2 separate regions of the Anas platyrhynchos genome follow, and region 1 is linked to region 2. A link is a contact called in public Hi-C data. All regions are on one chromosome and are shown on one strand. Each heading gives the region's core, a stretch centred on a gene start, on an enhancer-like site or on the middle of the called end of the contact. The rest is flanking DNA. Distances are from core to core; before and after follow the strand shown. Region 1 overlaps CCDC85C (coiled-coil domain containing 85C). Region 2 holds the start of CCDC85C (coiled-coil domain containing 85C).

Evidence for each region. A called contact is a pair of places that touch in the nucleus more often than the background predicts.
Region 1: a contact with region 2 is called in a Hi-C map of subcutaneous adipose tissue, with 2.7 times the contacts expected there. The contact joins the enhancer-like site here to the promoter of CCDC85C in region 2. A contact is called at or near these places in 4 of 8 Hi-C or Micro-C datasets (liver, skeletal muscle and subcutaneous adipose tissue).

Annotation. Positions count from the first base shown.
Region 1 is chr5:13,113,981-13,117,392 of IASCAAS_PekinDuck_T2T, forward strand. All of the region lies in intron 5 of CCDC85C (coiled-coil domain containing 85C), which reads left to right. Among named protein-coding and RNA genes, the nearest start is that of CCNK, 35 kb to the right of the region's middle. Within about 2 kb of position 1,856, at least 2 of the 8 cell types and tissues checked have an H3K27ac peak or open chromatin away from gene starts, as enhancers often do. A contact at or near this core is called in subcutaneous adipose tissue, where this site is marked.
Region 2 is chr5:13,029,304-13,032,912 of IASCAAS_PekinDuck_T2T, forward strand. CCDC85C (coiled-coil domain containing 85C) reads left to right here and starts at 1,533. Exons shown (of 8, transcript XM_072038310.1): 1 at 1,533-1,787; 2 at 1,947-2,834. The coding sequence starts at 2,123.

The sequences.
Region 1 (3,412 bases), core at 606-3,105, 85 kb after region 2:
TGCCCCTGCTCTTCTGGCGTGCCTGGCTCCTGCCCTTTCTTTCCTGTCACCACTGGACACGTTTTGAAGCTCTGCTTTGCAAAGATATGTGTGGAGAGCGTATTCCGTTTACCATATGGCACGTACGTTCTGATAAAAACAAACCCAAATGTTTGTGGTGTGTAGGTGTAAAGAGAAGCCGTGAGATGGGGGGAAATGGATGCCGGGAGGCTCCCCGGCTGACGTGCTGGCTGTCTGCCGAGCCGGCGGCAGGGGCGGCGAGGGGAGGTGGTGCGAGGGCACGCGGCGCCTGAACCCGACCCACTGCCAATCCTGTCTTCTTCCAGCTGGAGCTACGGTGGTCTCAGTCCTCTCTGATATGAGGGTTAGGGCAGAGGAACAGCAAGAAAATGACTCAGTCTCTCTCCTTCAGCTCCCTGCAGGGGCATTGCCAGATTTATCCTGCACCAGCCTGGCAGCAGCAGAGAGCAGGGGGAGCGTGGCTGTGGCCCAAGCCCGGTCCTGGCGGGGGGCACCTGGGGCAGGTTTGCTCATCCCTCCCATGGCTCGCGTGGGAGTAAATCCATTCCCCTCCGGGAGGAGAGTTGGACTGGCTTCTTAGAGCCAGCTTGGCTTTTAAAAACAGGTTTGAAACAGCTAAAGATGACAGCTCCCATCGCGCCGGGGCTGGTGGCCAGCGGCAGCACCCGGAGGAGCCCTGTGGGTTTCGCTGCTCCCGCTGGGTGTGCCGGAGGAGGACACCCTGCCGGGGCCACCGATCACCCTCCCCAGGCCAGGCTGCCTCTGTGGGCACGGGGGAACAATGGCAGGAGGCAGCTCCTTCCCGCTGGCACCGCCGTGCTGCTGCCGCCGAGCAGACAAAGGCAGAGATTCACAGCGGCCCTATTGCTGCTGCGGCAATAGGCTGCGGGAGGGAAAATAAAAATGAAAGGTCTGTGGGGGGAGAGGCAGAATTCGCAGCCTGGGGAGGGCCATTGTGAAACTTCAGAGTGTACTACGAGTGGCTGAGAACAAGCCAATGCGTTTTGAAAGGCGGCCGCCCTTCGTCAGATGCTGTTGTGGGGTCTCTGAGCAGTGGGTGGCTTTTTTGCCCCCAGCAGCCAACCAGCACAAAGTTGGGCAGTGACAAAGTTTGGGGATTTGATGAGCAAAATTGACGCTGACAGTCCTGATCCGTCATCCACCAGTACAGGTAACTGCGGGAGGTGGGAACAATTGGTGTTCTGATGCTCTGCTCTGCATTCTCACCTTCACTGCCACGTGCATTAACTGTGGGGCCATCAGTGGGTCTGGGCTAAATGCAGGGGCTCTGCAGACCCTCATGCCCAAAGACCTCGGAGCAGGCTGCTTCACCAGCAATGGAGCAGCCAAGCTGAGGTGGAGACCTTGGAGGAGGGTTGTGGCCATGGGGACAAGTGGCACCTGCAAGTCATCCTCTGCCCACCTGGACATTCCTAGCTGGGCCATCCCCAAAGCAGGGGATGTGCTTCAAAGGCAGGGAAGTCTTAAAAATACCCACTGCTTCCTTCTGAAATCCAGTGTGCTTGATGTTCCTCTGGTGAGAGAGCCAGCACCTCTCCAAATAGTTGTGCTGACAGTGCCCCTGTGAGTCAGCTGCAGTTAGTGCACTCCGTCCGTGGGTGCAGCGTGGGCTTGTTCTGTCCAGAGCACTTCTCTTTGTTTCTGTCAGGTGGTTACGGGCTGAAAGTGCTCCCAATCTGTCACGTCAGTAATAATTTCGTAGCCTGGGGGGCAGCTGAAGCTGGCAGTGGTGCTTTTTGACGGCGTACACCAAAGGACAATTGCTCTCCCTTCGTACCCGCAGCCGGAGGAAGCTGCCTCAGCAGCTCGCAGGCACCGAGGAGTTTCCTAGGGCTGGAGCTGCACTGTTGGTGTGGGGCTGATAACAGACGCCCTTCCTGTTTGTAGATGCTGACCTAGCGGCAAACAACGCCCTGGCTTTGTTTATTCGGTCTCAGCAGGCCCTGAAAGCCTCCCTTCCCCTCGGTGCCCCTGCACAGCCCCTGCAGCGAGTGGGGTGCCCTGCCTGCCGGGAGGACAGCTCTTCTTTTGTCCTCGATGTTTGTGCTCAGAAAGCAACGAAGCAGTTAAATGGTTTCTCTGTTAATCAAAAGGGCCGTGTAAGCACTTTGGGTTGCTGAAGCAGATTTCTGTGAGCTTGGTGGAGGCCCCGAAGATGCACACTGTCCGGCGGGATGGCTGTGCAGTGCAGGCACAGCCCGGCTCCCGTGCCGGTTATCCAGTGGTTAATTCATGGATTTGTACATCTCCATGACCAGCTGCTTTCCATGATTAAAGGGAGCAAATTAAGTCATGCTGAAGGAGATTAGCATCTGCAATAAAGTCCCTCCATTTGATAGGGGAGATGCTAATGGGAAGCACTCCTGCACTCAGTCCCGCTGGTGGCCAGGACCAGCAGGACGGTGCTGTGCTGGGGAGCTGTGTCTGTCTGCACTTGTCTCTGCTCACGTCTCTGGTGGCAGGGTGTCCCAGCAGTCAGTACAACACAGCCGACTAGGGATTTGGGAACACGGGACCACGCGGCCACTTACATGCACAAGGAGGGACCGCTTGGTTAGGACTGGATGCCAGCAGGCTTTCTGCACAGCAGGCACCTAATAATGGAGATAACCAAGTGTCGCCGTGCCTTCGGGTCATCTGCCAGGCAGCCTGGGCACGCAGCAGAGCTGGGCACTCCCTGGCTGTGGCAAGGGTGTCCTGTGCTCAGGCATACAGCATTTGGCAGCGTGGTTTGCAGAGGAACTGGCAGAGAAGACTTTCCATGTTCGGCCTGCCTCTGCCACCTGCGTCCCACGTGGCTGTGGGCGTGTTGCCACTGCCTCACTGCTTACCCGTCCCTCAGCGGTTCCCAATTTACAGAGCAGCGTGGGCACCTTGATTGATGTACAGCACCTGGATGGCGATGAGAGCTAGAGAAGGGCCCAACCTTAATTCCAACCTGGGTAAGTAGGCTGCACACAAAGCCACCGTGAGATAAATCTTCATGCCTGGGAATTTTATTGCGAGTTGTCTGGCAGGGCCTGCTTATAATGTAATTTTCCTTGTTCTGCCTCGGCAATAAAAACTTCTAATATGATTCCATTTAGCTGTAACACTGTCTGAGGTACGCCATTAGAACATTGCGGTGTGTTTAATCGCATTTGAACCCTAAACGTCTGCCTGTTTTAGGAAATCATGGACAAAAATTAAAAGAAGAAGATATGAGGTTCAGAAGCACTGATGTTTGCCCATATGCCCCACTTTGGGTCTCAGTGCCTGGGCAGTGGCTGCTGGTGAAGCTGTCAGCATGCCACTTTCCTCTGGGTTTTGAAACTTAGTTCTCTTTTTGCAGCTTTTCTGAAGAGCAGGAATAGCTCTCCTGGAGCTGAGA
Region 2 (3,609 bases), core at 283-2,782:
AGACACCTGCTGATTTCCGCATCCCAAGGGCTGACCCTGCCACAGCGGTGAATTCACAGCATGAAATCACACTTTTCTCCTTCATTTCCCAGGCAGGCAAGACAGCTCTTCAGCCACCTCACCCAGCTCCCAAATCTGTGGGGAGCAAACTCCTCCAAAGGCAGCAGGCAGGCCTCAGCGCTCACCCGCACAAGGGTATTTTGGTTGCTTCCTCCTCAGGGAATTACCTTGGTTTGTGTGCACTAGGGGACGATTGTCTTCACATCTCCACGTCTGTAAGGCGTGTTACCAGTGGTTGACCACAGGCATCTCACACAAAGTGACTGGTCCCAAGCTACTGCTCCCTTTTTGTTAATAAAGCTGCACTGGGAGAGGAGAAGGGCAAGGAGTGTCCATGGAGGGGATGAACTCCACCAGAAGAAGGGAAGTGCTGTTGTACTTCAGCGGGGAACTGGCACCTGTCCTAGTTTGCCAAGGGTATGTCTGGGCTCACAAACCAACCAGCACAGACTCATGCAGAAGAAACAGCATCTGAGAAATGCAGCTTTACTTCGGCTTAGGAAGGCAACACCAAAAGGCAGAAGTCGCGGTGATGCTCCCTCCACACACAGGCCATCTGCTCTGTGTCCCACGCTCCGGCACTGGATTTGATGCTTCTTTATTGCTAGAGGGTGGCTTGGACCAGCTCTCGGTGCGGTCACAAATTTGAGGTTGCACTGAATTAACCCTGGAGTCAAATCGTTTACCAAGGCTCCTTGGGAACACAAAGCTGCCGATTCCCTGGGGCTTTCTGAGGATTCTCATGTGGGAAACAGCTGGCAGCGCTGCCCTGTCCTGGTGCATCTTTCATTTCTACAACACGATGCCGGCCAAAAGCAGCTCACAGCGTATTCCAAGGAAAAGTGCATTAGAGTAAAAGTCAAGGGGATGTGATGCGAGGATATAGGAAATCTGCCTATGCGTCGCCTAGGGAATCCGCTCGGTGAACTTTCTGCACCCTTTCCCTGGTTCTGTCCCAAGCGACACGAGCACACCTGCACCCGGGCCACCAGAACCGGGGCAGATCTCAGTGGGGAACCGGTGCTGCCCCCGGGGGCTGAGGGCTCACGACGGCCCCGGGGTGCGGAGAGGAGGCCGAGGCTCAACCTGCAGCGTGGGGACCCGGGCACGAAGCCGGGCCGGGAGAGGGGGCCGGGAGAGGGGACCGGGACCGGGACCGGGACCGGGCGGGCTCGTTTTCCTGCATGGCCAACCCCACCCTTCCCGGGCCTGCTACTTCCCGGGAAAAAAAAATAAAAAATAAAAAAAATAAAAAGGGGGTGAAAAAAAAAATAAAATAGGCGAACGGGGAGGGGAGGCGGCGCCGTCCCTTTGTACCTGCCCGCGGCCCCGGTAACCCGAGCCGGCGGCGGGGCGCGGCGCTCGGGGCCCGGCTCGGCACGGCCCGGCCCGGCCCTGCAGCCAATGGGGCACGGGGGGAGGGCGGTGCTCGCCTCCTCCTCCTCCTCCTCCTCCTCCTCCTCCTCCTCCTCCTCCTCCGCTCGGCTGGGGCAGGGCCGCGGCCGGCAGGAGGTGGGACCAGCCCCGGCGCTGCCGCCCGTCCCCTCCGTGCCCAGGGCCGAGCCGTTCCGGGAAGGCGCCGGCTCCCTCTGCGCTCCCTCGGCACCGCCGCACCGGCAGCAGCCGCCGCCACCGCGCCGGGCTCAGCCCCGCGGGGCTGCAGGGGGCGAACAAGTGGACGGAGCCCCCCGGGGACGGGGCCGGCCGCCGGGCTCGGTGCACCCGGGGTGAGTTGGGCGATCCCCTGCGGAGGCTAAGCCCGGGGGTGCCCGTTCCCCGCAGCCCCCTTGGGGGGGGGGGCGTCTTTTTTTTTTTTTTTTTCATCATTTTTTTTTTCCCCCTCCAATCTGGGTTGTTTTTTTATTATGGGATCTGCGGGGGAGAAGATCTTCCAGTCTGGCTTTGCTGTGCTTCCTTGTCCGGCTCTCCGCGGGGAACTATAATATTTCTTCCCCAGGATGCTGCAGTGAATCGTAGTCCCAGGAAATCAGGTGAACAAAAATAATCCGAATTACCCGAACCCCGTTTGTTACGTGTCGGAACGGACGCTGCCTGAGCACAGATGATGGCAAAAAATCCCCTGGAAGGGTCCAAAGAGGACCTGAGCAAAATTTCGGAGGAGGAGATGCTGAGGTGGAGCAAGGAGGAGCTGGTGAAAAGACTGAGGAAAGTGGAGAATGAAAAGATGAACTTAATGGTGGAACACGGCAACTTGATGAAGGACGTGAACCGGCGGCTGCAGCTCCACCTGCACGAGATCCGCGGGCTGAAGGAGGTCAACCAGAAGTTGCAGGACGACAACCAGGAGCTGCGGGAGCTCTGCTGCTTCCTGGACGACGACCGGCAGAAAGGCAAGAAGCTGTCGAGGGAATGGCAGCGCTTCGGGAGGCACACGGCCAGTGTGATGTGGAAGGAGGTGGGCATGTACCAGCAGAAGCTGAAGGACCTGGAGGCGAGGCAGGAGACCCTCCTGCGGGAGAATGTGGAGCTGAAGGAGATGGTGCTCATGCTGGACGAGGAGCGGAGCGGGGCCGGCTCGCGGAGCTCCATCGACAGCCAGGCCAGCCTGACCAACCTCAACGGCGGCTCGGCCACCAGGGACGTGGGGGACGGGAGCAGCACCTCCAGCACGGGCAGCGCGGGCAGCCCTGACCACCATCACCACCACCTCCACCACCACAAGGCCGGTGACAGCAAGGCCGGGGCCATGCGGAGGTCTATGGACGACCTGTCTGCGCCTCTCCACCACCGGAGCATCCCCAATGGTCTCAACGGTGAGCTTGTTCCCCTCCTCGTAGCCCTGCTGGCTGCAGGTGCTGCTGGTCCCGCCCTGTGCCCACCTCCTCTCAGCGTGCCTAGCCCCCTTGGCAAGGGTGTGAGGGATGTCGTGGTCCTTGCCATCCCCAGCCCTACCCATCCTTGGTGGCCCCAGGGTGCTCTGGCAGAGCAGCTGGGGGTGGTGGTGTGGGGAGGAGCACCCATGTGTATGTGGGGTGGTGGCGGTGGTCACAGGGCTCTGCGGTGCTTGCACTCAGTGTGGTGCCCCTGGGTTGTGTTACTGCTGTCTGGGGCTGAGGCTTGGAGGGTTTTTATCTGGAGGATTGGTGTTTTGTTTGCTTTTGCTCCCCCTCAAAAAAAAGCTGTCTGTGTTTTCAGAGTTAAACGCTGATTTTCCCATCCCTTCCTCCTCTGACTCTTCCCCTTTAAATATTCTGGGTTACGTGTGGCTTGTTTATCAGCTGTTTTGATGAGAATGATAAAAACCTAAACGAGATTTTGGAAGAAGCTGATTAAAGTCGAGATCTGCTGCGTGGAGCATCACCTGTTAGCTTCATGGGCTCTTGGGCAGGCTGCCTGGCTATGGTGTGCCCACCGGTTTTGGAGAGCTGGAACTTGGCTTGCCCTTGTTCCCTTGCTCCTCTTCAGGAACAGGTTTGTTTGTAGAGAAGAGATTGCTCTCAAAGGGACGCTGCATTCACAATTTTGTTCAGCCCAGTCATTAAAGTTAGAAACAAGCTCCACTGTGAAATCATGCCAAACCTCCTCTGA